3 separate regions of the Zea mays genome follow, and regions 1 and 3 are each linked to region 2. A link is a contact called in public Hi-C data. All regions are on one chromosome and are shown on one strand. The core of a region is the stretch at or near the end of the contact, and the rest is flanking DNA. Distances in the headings are between cores, read along the strand shown.

Region 1 (4,150 bases), core at 845-3,344, 180 kb after region 2:
ATCCATAGTTATAATACATAACGACAAAATAATGTATAAAACACAGCGAACAATCTTACGAATAGAGGCATGAAATTGTGTGCTCTAAGTGGCAACCTTTATTTCTTGAGCGGCGACCCCACTCATCTCATAACTTCACGCCATTTTTTATACAACTAATTATTAGTTTTAGTGAATTTAAACAACCCTAATTTGAACAGTCAGGCCCTAAGACCGTCGCCAGCAGCTCTCCGCTGCGGATGCGTTGTTCGCGCAATATCGTCCGTGGAGCCCATTACTTTGCATGCGCAAAAATGTTGATCGTTCCAGCAGCTTGCGGACTTGAATGCGGATTCAATGCAAAACATCTCCCTGTAGCACACGTGTCGCAAATATAGAATGGTTCACAGGATGAGAGATGGAGAGAGAACGCGCGAATTTCCGCAGCGTCTAGGCCGTTCGCTCATTTTCCGCATGCGCATGCGAGGACTGCTGCAGTGTGAACAGTTACATTTTTTTACTCAATTTGCGCATGCGCAGTCCACTCCGCAAGCTGCTGGCGACGAGATAATTGCCATTATGGAAGAAGAGAGAAGCGGTTTCGACGAAATGGAGGCGTTGGCGTTGGCTTCTCTGTTTTAGAGACGCAGGCGACAGACTCTTCCTGATATGGACAACAGACAGAGATTTAGCTCTAGTGTCAACATTAAATTCACTCCGTGCTCACGCCGTCAAAAGCATGGCGCCGCCGTATCTTGTTCACGCAGCCAGCATCCCCAATCCAGAAATTTCTTGCCGTCCGTACGCCGGCACCGCCCGGGCTCCGGATCCACCTTCTTGCCGAAGTAGGGCCCGTACCCAACTGCAAGGAAACCACACACGCAAGAGGAGTGAACCCCAGTGAGAGAGTCAATGGCTACGGCTGGCAAGATACGTGTACGTGCGTATCTGGAGGGCCCGAGCGCGACGGTGTCCGCGACCGAGGAAAACCGAGCTGGGGACTGGACAGAGCGCGGACGGCGGGATTCGACGGCTGGGAGAGGGATGCGCCACCATGGGCGAGCGCAGCGGCACGCAGGCCGAGCTGGAGCATCACGGTCTGCTGCGCAGCCATGGAGACGAGCAAATGGGAGCAGGGCGCCGCAAGGTACTCGACGACGGCGCGACAGGGAAGGAGTTGGAGACTGGGCACACGGCTGACGAGCTGGAGGGATGCGAGCTAGGAGCTCTGGCCGACGAGCACGTGCAGGAAACTTCGGCTGGGCGCGAGCATAGGGAGCGAGCAGGGCCCGAGCGCGCAGAGTTCCACGGCGCGGTGGCCATGGCGAACGCCAGGGCGCTCAAGCGCGCGCAACAGGGAGAGAAACGGGATGAGGGAGGAGCGAGGAAACCGCGTGCGCGCAGCAGAGAAGCCAGGGGCCGAGCTCGGCATGGGGGCAGGCGCGCAGGGAATTTCACGGCTCGCGGTGACCATGGCCGGGCGTAGGGGACTCCAAGGAGCAGGCGCCGGCGAGCGCAGGGACTTTGCGCGCGCAGGGAGGACGCCATGGAAGGGAGCTTGGGGAAGACCACGACGCGCTGAGAAATGGGAGGAGGAAAGAGGAGCGGCCGCTGGGGCGAGCAGGACCGAGCCAGGGAGCTCAGCCGCCATGGGAGCAGGGGAGCTCTTGGCCCGCGCGAGGAGCTCGGCGCACATCCATGGCGAGCAGGGGAGCTACTCGGTGCGATGGAGCTTGAGGGGCGCTGGGAGCAGGAACCAGGCATATGGAAGGATGGAGCTTGAGATGTCCAGCCCCGAGAGCACTCTAATTCTGCGACAGAGGAGAAGCGACGGAGAGAAGAAGACGACGCCAGACGGCGTCTGAGCACGGCGACGGTAAACGGTGAAAGGACACTGATACCTGTTTGTGCAGCCTAAGTGAGTGTTTCGTATCTATTTTAGAGTTTGTCTGTCGTCTGCGTCTCCAAAACAGAGAATTGTGCAGCCTAAGTGAGTGTTTCGTATCTATTTTAGAGTTTGTCTGTCGTCTGCGTCTCCAAAACAGAGAAGCCAACGCCAACGCCTCCATTTCGTCGAAACCGCTTCTCTCTTCTTCCATAATGGCAATTATCTCGCTGGCGACGGTCTAACATGCAGTTCAATGCTTCAATCAAAGAAAGGAAAAAAAAATCCAGGAACAAGTTGGAGAACCTTCCGCATCCTTCCACCCGTTCCTCCGGCGGACACATCTTTGCCGCGCCCGCTCGAAGAAATGCTCCTCCGCCACCGCCACCACCTCTTGTCGCGCCCGCGCCGCAGCTTCCCTCTCGCTGCCCTGGGCTGTGTCGCCATGTCCACCTCCTCTTCCCCCTCTTCCTCCACCTCCACCTCCGCGGCCGCCGACTACCACTGCCGCACCAAGCACAGTCCCACCGCCGGTTACGCGCGCGGTCCGGGCCGCCTCGACTGGGCCAACCAGCCCAACCCCTTCCTCCGTTTCTCCCCCGCACCGCCATTACCGCTCCCCAACCCACCTCCGCTCGCCCCCGTCCCCTACCCTGCTCTCTTCCACTCCCCACCCCCGCCGCCGCAGCCGCTCACCCTCGACTCCCTCTCTGCGCTGCTCTTCCACTCCCTCGCGCTCTCCGCCTGGAAGTCCGCGGGCCTCTCAACCTGGTCGCTCCGCGTTAACCCCAGCAGCGGCAACCTGCACCCCACCGAGGCCCACCTGGTCTTCCCGCATCCGCGAGAGGTCGACCGCCTCGCCATCGCGCACTACGCGCCCCGCGACCATCTCCTCGAGGCCCGTGCTACCGCACCAATTAGGGATTGTTCCGCGATTCTGTCTGCGCCGGGGATGGCGATCCTGGCTCTATCGTCAGTCTTCTGGCGAGAGGCGTGGAAGTATGGAGAGCGGGCGCTGCGGTACTGCAACCATGACGTGGGGCACGCGCTCGCAGCGGTTGCCTTGGCCGCGGCCACGCTGGGTTGGGACGCGCGTTTACTAGACGGGCTGTCGGACGAGGACCTCGGGAGGCTCGTTGGGGTGGAGAAAGGGAGCCCGGCTGCAGTTCCGGAGGGGCTCCTTAACAAAGTGGTCAAGGGTAAGGCGCGGTGGGTGGAGCGGCAGCATCCAGATTGCGCGGTTCTGCTATTCCCAGTTGGGTCTGAGCCGGAGGTCGACTATGGTAGAATTAGTGAGGAGCTGAAGGTGTTCGATGGGCTGGAGTGGGTGGGGAAGGCAAATGCACTTAGTAATGATCATGTGGTGTGGGATGTGATATACCGCACAGCAGAGCAAGTTAAGAAGCATGGCCCTGCACCGGGGGAACGGTTCTTTGTGATGCCATGGCAGAAGAGTCCAGCCTTGTCCAAAGGATTGTATAAGGAATTAACAGTGCAGGAGGTAGTACGTCAGAGGAGAAGTGCGGTGGACATGGATGGTGTGCATGTGATGGGAAGGGATACATTTTATCAGATGCTGATGCACTGCCTTCCATCAGGGGAGGTTGGATCAGGTGAACGGCAAGGGGAGCAGAGTGCTCTGCCATTCCGAGTATTACCATGGGAAGCAGAGGTGCATGCTGCACTATTTGTGCATCGTGTCTCAGGGCTTCACAGGGGGATTTATTTCCTGGTGAGAAATGAGGAGCACTTTGATGCGTTGCAGCGTGCTATGAGGCAGGACTTTGAGTGGGTTCAGCCGGAAGGATGCCCTGATGGTCTCCCACTCTACAGGCTGATGAAAGGAGATTGCCAGAAGTTTGCTATGCAGATATCATGCTTTCAGGTATATGGAATTGCCAAATGTTGTTTCAGGCTATTCATTTATTTATGGTGTTGTTTGTTGTGCCAGTAGCTATTTATTTATCTGGCTATAATAACTCTTTCAAACTAATTTTAATATTCCTCTCTTTAATATCCCAATTGATCGTTGGACTTAAGCTAGTGCTAGTACATGCAAATATTTTGGTATTTTACCCTCTTCTTTTTATACAGGAAATTGCCTCGCATGGATGTTTTAGCCTTGGGATGATTGCTAGATTCGAGCCTGTGTTGCATGAGAAAGGTGAATGGATGTATCCTCGTTTGTTCTGGGAGACTGGCATTCTTGGTCAAGTGCTTTACCTTGAGGCCCATGCTATTGGAATATCTGCCACAGGAATCGGATGCTACTTTGATGATACTGGT
Region 2 (4,154 bases), core at 1,162-3,661:
TCGTAGGAAGTTAGCTTTTCGTTTGACTGCTAAACAGCTGAAACCTAACTTTCTAGAGGAGGCCATAGGAAGTTATCTAACTTTCTACGGTTTTTTAACTTCCGACGGCTTTTATAAAATACCGTAGGAAGTTATGTTTATTTCCTAGAGCTACCAGTTGCCTCTCGGAAGTTATTTATTTCCTACGGTTTGTTATAAAAGCTGTAGGAAGTTAAAAAACCGTAGGAAGTGTATAATTTTGGTGTAGTGCGGCACTCCGGCCTAGAGATGTCCAAATGGGCCGCCCGACCCGGGCCGGCCCGGGCCCGGTGAAGCCCGGCCCGTCAGGCACGGTTATAAAACCGGGCCGGGCCGTCTAGGCACGCGGGCTTAATTTCCTGTCCGAGTCCGGCCCGCATCGGGCCTAAACGGGCCGAGTCGGCCCGTTTAGCACGAAAAAAGCAGGCCGAAAAGCGGGCTATGCGGGCCGGTAAGCACGTTTTAGTGTAAAAAAGAGGGCTTAACGGGCGTCGCTTATTCACGCGGGCACCGGCAGATCGCTGCCACCGGGGTCAAAATCCGGAATGGTTTTTTTTTTCTTCTCTGTGCCAAGAATCATGATAGCAAGTTTAATAATAGAGTCTATTGTTGGATGTAACTACTTACTATGTCATCTAAAACTAACAATAAACACGCTCATATAATAAAGCTGGTTCTAAGGTTGGCTATTAGATGAATGTATTGTTTTCATCTTTTTATCTTGAAGCGCCCTGGCTCTTACGTGAAAGTCTATTCACTTTACTTCTTTATGTGTCGAGTTCATTATTGTACTTCTGATAGCTTGGCCAGCTCTGTGACTGTGTCCTCCGCGGGACAGGGCATCGATCAGACTCCTCCCACTCCCGGTCGGACGTACTCAAGCACAATGCAAATAAAACATCACACAGGTTGGCATCCCGGTCATATCGCGCTGCTAGTGCTAGCGCGCGCCACAGATGGAATCTGGACGTGCATGGCGCGGGGGTCAGATCAGATCGCACGGATGGCTTTGTTTATCTGCGCTGCGCTGCGGCGCTTGTTCAGTGAGCGAGAAGGACATTAATTAAAACGAGCTGAGGGCCAGCATTTTTTAGAATATAGTAGCACTGATGAATCCGGCTGCGGCTCAGGCGCAGATACGATCGGCATAATGCGCTATCAGCGCTCGTGATCCATCTGGCAATACTAACGACACGGTCGGCCGGACAGAGCCCTCCCCCGCCTGGGTGTCTGGAGATATCCGAAATCGTCGCACAGTGTACTATTGATTTGTGGCTCTGCATACCAAACTAGTTAACACGGTTATTACGAGCGTCAAACGGTTAGGACAATCTCCGCCGCAAGGGAACAGAAGCGTGTATGACTGTATGTCCGAGATCGGAAATCGTGGCTGTTATATATGCAGCCAGCGCGCGTGGAACCCATGACGGAACTGAACTGTTTCTTCAGAACTATAATTGCAGGTGGTGATAATGCTCTTGCTCTATACCGTGGACGCAATCAAACAATGCATGGCTTTGCCACGGAGATCAGCAGGATGGGGGAGTAGACACCAAGCCTATGATTTGGTGTCCCCCAGCCATGACGAGCGCGCGGGGCAATTTCTTGCAGCCGTCCCGACTGATTGGAATACGAACGGGACACGCGATCCACATCATATATGGAACAAAGCTGGCTCTGGCTAGATTGGATTCCTCTCGCGTGGTCGTGGATGGATGCATGTGACAGCCGAGGATGGAAACGACGAGCACGGCTCCGCTGGCATCGACTAGAAAATTGGCCGCGCGTTCTTATCGCTCCGCGGCAGAGTGAGAGGAGAGTCTGATGGGGATGGAAGAAGCACACGGAAGGCGATTTTGTCAGCACCATGGCTCGCAGTACAGTACAGCAGCCGAGCAGCGTTTGAGATTTGATGAGAAGCAACAACGTACTAAACTGCGTTGCGATGTGCGGCACCAGATTTTGCCATGTCGCGGCCGGCCGCACTCGATGAACTTCCTCGTCGTCTTTACTCAACGGTCTGCTGTGGAGAAAGAGAGCGGCTCCTATATACAGTACGTGGTGACCAAGTGAATAGGCCGATTGACACCATCAGGATCTGCTTCTGCCAGTACTAGCTACTCTACTTGAAAAGGTCGTTTTCCTGCCGTGCTCAACTCTCCGTCCATTTACGTCTGGCGTGAATGGCGGTACGATTGAGAGACAGATAGAGACCTTCTTCCCTGACCCGTGTCTGACGCGGACTCCCTGATGACCTCGCCACGGGTGCGTGACTGCGACACCATGTGGATGGCTGGCACGGCTGGGCTGACCCCGTGCAGGTGCAGCTCACTCCAGCTCTTCCTCGAAGGCACGGGGAAGCGCGTTTCTTCACAGATTTCCGTGCGCGGCATGGGTGCCCGTCCGCGCGTGCCCAGGCGACAGCGGATCCTCCAGGCAGGGCAGAGTCAGACGGACGGGAGCCAGCCGAGAATATTTTGAACCTGCGTGCGTCGGTGCCCAGGCCAGGGTGCGTGTGTGGGTCACCTCACCTGCTAGCCGGGTACCGGGTGCGAGTGGGAGCACCTACGTCGGTGCACGCCACCTGGAAAACGAGCCAGAACCAAGAGCGGATATAAGGGCATGTACAGTGGAGAGACATCAAAACGGTTCTCCAAGCACAAGAGACAACTAAGAGACTCTATTATACAATGGAGTGTCTATAAATGCAGTCTACTAATAAATACAAAATTAAATGCATTTGTACAACAGCAGATCGATAGAACAGACGACAAATTCGTACGATAGGAAGTGAGGTGTCTGTTACTACTTGGTTTACGAGCCAGAGGCGTCTCTTCACGGAGAGATCGCTCTAAGATTTTTTTGCAAATACACCCCTTAAACACATTAAGAGTCTCCACATTAAACACCATTGTACATGCCCTAAGGCATCCACAGAAGAGCGTGGCGATTGCTACATGCCAACAGTGCCTGCGATTTCGACGGAGGCCCGTGGGGTTCAGCTCGGTCCCGTCTCCGGATGAACGCAACCCCACTTCACCAGTTTTGAGACGAATAGACACCGAAGAGTCCTGGCTGGTGAGCCATAGACCAGTTACGTGCGAACTGTGACATGCATGCCGAGGGCCGAGGGGGTCAGTCAACTTCGCGTCGGCGTCGCCACGTATTTTTTCTTTCTTCTTCGCCTTGCTTGTCCGGTTAGTTTCGGCCTAACGCGGCCTACTAATTGGAGCTAGCAGCCACAATCCACACACTTCAACGCCAACGCATATATATACGCGCCTCCTATATCACCGCATTAATTGTGTGTTCGATAAGCACGGTCAGAGTTGGCCCCTGACACCCCACGAAAGGCATCGAGTCAAACCGTCCACACCAAACCAACACCGCTCGGTGAATTCAGCGAAGCAGGCACGTGCTCGGCACATTTCGGCCAGGTCAACGCACCTACTACTGTTTCCACTTCCAAGGCCAAATATTGTTTGGTGCAGTGCCAGCTGACCCGGGTGCTTCGTTCGTTCGCAGCAAAAAACCAGAACGACATGTACGCTCACGACACGTACAAGCCTTGATGGTTAACTGGTTGATTACATTTAATTTGAACAGGAATTTGGGGGCTTAGTAGGGTGGAGGAGAGAAGATGCACACTGCTGCATACCGACACGAGTAAGCAGATTCCTAATCTAACCAGCTGATCACATTATCCTTATCCTCCTGTGGCTGTGCCTGCCCCTGCCCAACGCATTATCCTCTTGCTATGGTACCCTCGCCTCGCGACGGCAGAACGCATGCACGCCACATCATCGCCGGATTAATCAGTGGTTACACACCACTGACCAGACAAGAGTCTCCGCTCCCAAACCAGGTATATATTCCAGGTTTGGTCCAGTGTCGCGCTTCCAGCACGGCCAAACTTTAGGCTAGCTAGCTAGATTCCGGCAATAAGCTGCCAATCGGCGTGCCAAATGTGACGTGAACATCTGCGCCCACTACTACCACTATCCGCTAATATTTTCGCTTCTTCGATGGGGACTGAGGAGGATTTGAGATAATTAAATTCCCTCATATACAATTAATCCTTTTCAATTCCCCTACTTGTTCGGTTTGAGGTGGATTGAGAGGATACGTTGGAGGAG
Region 3 (4,257 bases), core at 621-3,120, 200 kb before region 2:
TTAGCTACTACCAACCTACCTGCTCACTGAAGCCACGTTATCTAGAAGCATAAGCTACCAACCAGTCGTAAAATAGAACCTAAAGACAAGCTGGTGGATGTCTCTACCTAATAAGTGGAATGGAAACATGGAGGCTAAACACGTACCTAAAAAAAGAATAAATTGTTTTTAACTAAACTAAGTTAAGCGCAAAAAATATATATATCAAACTACAAAATTTCAATTAACGTCAGATCAAACAAGGTTGGGGACCTAGAGGGCACCTAAAGTCTTAATCCTGGATGCATATATGATATCTCAAGACTCAACCATTATACAGTATTATGAAATTCAGGTGCTAAAGTACTATGTAACACTAGCTAAACTGTGAATACTATTAAAACAACTGCTCGTGAGAGAATTCAGTAGGCATACATCACAGAAAAAACGCACCTTACTGGCAAAGATGCCTTTCTTTACTTTCTTCTTCTTCTTTTTTTTTTAACTTTGAGATCATAAAAGAGAAATACAGAATCCGGCCAGGCTATATAATGTAGTCAATTCGGTAAATGCTAGCGGCAACCGCACCTTACCTACTTCGATGCGCATGGGCCATCAAGCTTCACTGCCCCTAAGTTTGCTGCTGACAAGCAAGCTATCAAGCATCTCACTACCTATTCAGGTCAGGTAGATATCTACATATGCAGATTCATTTTTGTAGAACTACCGTAAGCTCTAGGCCGGCAACTTTCCCCAATGGCCTGTTCACATCTGATTTTCATGTTGATTTCACCAGAACATTGGTCACTGGCTCTAGCGATCCTTGTTTCAGGATAAAAAAAAGGCGCATGGTCTCATGATTCGCGACAAGAATCCCCATTTCTGCACCTGCATTGGACCGGACCATGATCTGGTGGGGGTGACTCAAAAGCACTGAGCAGAGGAAAACAAGGACCCACCGAGAGAGTCCGAGACGCAATGTTACCAACCTAATTTTGACGCACTGGGTCATCTGCTAAAACGGTGAGGCTTCCCAACGGATTCGCGGGGAGCGGAGAAAGGGAGGGAGTACGGTGGTAGGTAGGCATCGAGCGCACCTGGTACATGGGCTTGGGAAAGCCATAGAAGTCGTAGATGGTGTCGTTGCTGCCGCGGATGACGTTGACCGCCGGCGTGGCCGTCTCCCAGTGTCCCGAGACGACGAGGATGGCGCGCGGGGGCTGGTCGCCCGCGACCTTCGCCGGCACCCATGACTTGAAGAAGTGCCGCGCCGGGATACTGTCGTCGATGGAGAGCGTGGGCGAGCCGTGCGATAGGAAGAAGGTGTCCATGGTGGCCGGGACTCTCGGCGGTCGCCTCTGCTGCCCCTCCTCGGCTGTTGCTTCTGGCCCTGGCCTCGCGATGTCGCCGCGCCGCCGCTGCTGCTCGCCCTCCCGCGTCGCGTGCCGCGTCTCTGGTTTGGCTCTGCCCGCTCTCCCCTGGCTCTGCCCCATTATGTCGTCGCGCTCGCTGCGCTGGATCTTCTTTTTGCGCGCGTGCGTCGCGCTCGCGTTTGGTTTGTGGTGGTGGCCCGTGGAGGAGAGCACGTGCAGCGCGAGAGTGCGAGAGGGATGATTCAGAGAGACGATTGAGGGGCGGTTCGGTTGGTCGCAAGGGGACGGGTCCAATCCAAAGTCGAAACGCAGCAAGCAATACGAATCTTCCGGCGACGGTACGGTTTGCCGGCCCGCGGCGTGCGTGGTCACTATCGTGTAAGCAATGACGCACGACGGCGTATTTCTATGGAATCGTTAACAGGAGAGAACAGGTTTCGTGGACCGGGCCGGTCTTCCACTATGGGCTTGTTAGGACATACAAAGGCACAGCCGAAATTTGCTGTTGGTCTCGAGCAAGGCCACGGCCCACAGGTCTGCTTGGGTTTGGGTCTAGGAAAGGAAAAGAACTACTCTCACTAAAATGAGAGAAAGGTGCGCCTAAAAAACCAAAAAGAGAGAAAGATGAAAAAGAAGACTTCAAACGCACTGACATATAAGCAACCGCATCAGTGCGTATTTACGGAGCAAATCCGATCTCCCCGTCGACCTGGTACACAGCCGCAGTTGGTATCAGGACGTCGCACGGCAGGTCACGAGTCTTCAGAGTTCAGAGAGAGAAAGAACGGTGTCTTCCACCAAAAGTCTACCATCTAGATGATCAGGTTTACTCCGACGGCGACCGAATGTCCAGTGTCTCGATCCGTCATTTTTTTTCGTCAAGATCAGCTGTTTGAGAATCTATCGCTAGTCCATTCTGGCTGCCAGGCTGCAGTGCATAAAAGCTCCAAACTCCACGATAAGCCACAAGTGAGGAGGCATAATAATCCAGTAGCGATCTTTCGGTTTTACCATGGCAGCTACGACGAGCGCTGCCAGTGCCAGGGGCTTGCTGCTCTGCGTGTTGGTGGCCTTTCTCCACCGCCTCCAGTTTCAGATCCCGCCTGTAGCAGTAGCAGCTGCGACGCCGAAGAACAAAACCGAGAGCCGAGACGGGCACGGGAAGACGCTCAGCTTCACGCTGTACCAGCACGAGACCATCAACAGGACCGGCTACATCGTGGTGGACGGCGTCGCGGGCGCGGGCGTCAGCCAGACCACCACGCCCTTCGGCACCATCTACGTCTTCCGCGACGACCTGACGGTGCGCGCGGACAGGGACTCCCGGGTGGCGGGCGTCGCGGAGGGGACCTCCATCACCACCAGCCTCGACGGGCTGCAGAGCATGTCGCTGGCCAAGATCACGGTCCACCACCGCGGCCACCGGGGCTCCGTCTCGGTCCTTGGGGGCACCTACAACACCAAGCCGTCCGACTACCCGGTGGTGGGTGGCACCGGCGACTTCGCGTACGCGCTGGGATACGTCCGGTCCTCGCCGGTGGACTTGCGAGGACGAACGGTGACGTACAAGATGGAGCTTCACTTGTACTGGCCTCCATACGCCCACTACGCTCCCGTTCCACGTAAAGCGTGAATACTAGTATAGCTACCACTGCAACGTCCTACAAGTGTGCTCATTTTATTATTATTTTGTCGTACACGGCGTGAATCTTTTATCTAATTTTAGAGCGCACAATAAAGTTGAAAATAGTTTGGTAACATTTTCTTATATATAAAACCATATTTTCCATTGATGATTTGTTGATGCTACAGTTGCCCGGGCTCAATTGTCATAAACTCATAAACTTAGGTATTTGACTCGATTAGCGAAATTTTTGTTTTTTTATTGGACAGCTTACTCATTATCATCACTATATTTAAAGTTCACTCTACGAACATTACAGTCTATAATACATAACCATGCAAACCAGTGTTTTGTGTAACCATATGGTAAACTGTTGGATATGGTCTTAGTTCTAGATCAAGTTGGCACTTGAGCACACCATAACACCTATAAAAGTGGATGCCATCAAACACCTTATGTCAGGTAAAAGGTTCCAATCTTGTGAGATTTAACAAATCAAGACGGCCTAGACATCAGCCTTGGAGCTCTAATAAAAAAAGGTTTGGTGGCAAACCGAACAATCGTCATGAGTACAAATCCTAACACATTGCTGCTAGACCTGATTCCACGGTTCGTTTATCAGCTGCAGTTTCATCAATTCTTTCCTGTATCGGCTACGACAACATGTAAACAAGTCAAGTAACACAATTTAGGTATGGTCGATACTATAGATGGTAAGGTACAATTGTATCAGATATTGTGGATATGGTTGTTGTGATTGTATTATGTACAACACTATATATGAAACACAAACCCATAGAGGTTCCCTATGACAAATACATCTGGTACCAAAGCCAGATCCGTTTTCACCATGTCTTCCACCACCTCAATCGTTCTACACTCCTCGGCGAGCGCTTCCACCACTTCTGTTGTCACCTCCTCCGCCATTGCTACTGCCATTACCTGCAAACTCAACCGTACAAATTTTCTGCTTTGGAAGGCCCAAGTTGTTCCCATCTTGTGGGGTGTACAACTCTATGGGTACCCGGATGCCATTATCTGCAAACTCAACCGTACAAATTTCCTGCTTTGGAAGGTGACTAGTGGAGCAAGTGATACAGCAAGACTACGTTCAACGGTGCCCTGTCCCCTACTCTTGTAGTTGTTTAGGGGGCTAAAATTGTTTTACGTCACCCGTTTCCCTTCCTCTACGTGCTACAGTTTAGGCCTTGTTCGGTTATGTCAATCCAGCAAGGGGTTTAAGGGGATTGAATCCCCTCCTAGTAAAAAATGACTAGGAGG

Evidence for each region. A called contact is a pair of places that touch in the nucleus more often than the background predicts.
Region 1: a contact with region 2 is called in a Hi-C map of endosperm, with 3 times the contacts expected there. The contact joins the promoter of LOC103650922 here to the promoter of LOC103652370 in region 2. A contact is called at or near these places in 9 of 25 Hi-C or Micro-C datasets (bundle sheath, ear, endosperm and 3 more).
Region 3: a Hi-C map of tassel shows a contact between it and region 2, with 2.2 times the contacts expected there. The contact joins the promoter of LOC103650928 here to the promoter of LOC103652370 in region 2. A contact is called at or near these places in 3 of 25 Hi-C or Micro-C datasets (ear, leaf and tassel).

Annotation. Positions count from the first base shown.
Region 1 is chr3:176,618,636-176,622,785 of Zm-B73-REFERENCE-NAM-5.0, reverse strand. LOC103650922 reads left to right here and starts at 2,094. Exons shown (of 3, transcript XM_008676517.4): 1 at 2,094-3,749; 2 at 3,959-4,148. The coding sequence starts at 2,121.
Region 2 is chr3:176,798,099-176,802,252 of Zm-B73-REFERENCE-NAM-5.0, reverse strand. LOC103652370 (homeobox-leucine zipper protein HOX10) reads right to left here and starts at 2,411. Exons shown (of 5, transcript XM_008677972.1): 1 at 2,233-2,411. The coding sequence starts at 2,411.
Region 3 is chr3:176,995,606-176,999,862 of Zm-B73-REFERENCE-NAM-5.0, reverse strand. It overlaps LOC103650928 (extradiol ring-cleavage dioxygenase), which reads right to left and starts at 1,870. Exons shown (of 3, transcript XM_008676524.3): 1 at 1,077-1,870. The coding sequence starts at 1,472. It overlaps LOC100278150, which reads left to right and starts at 940. Exons shown (of 1, transcript NM_001151519.1): 1 at 940-3,141. The coding sequence starts at 2,365. The coding sequence ends at 2,985.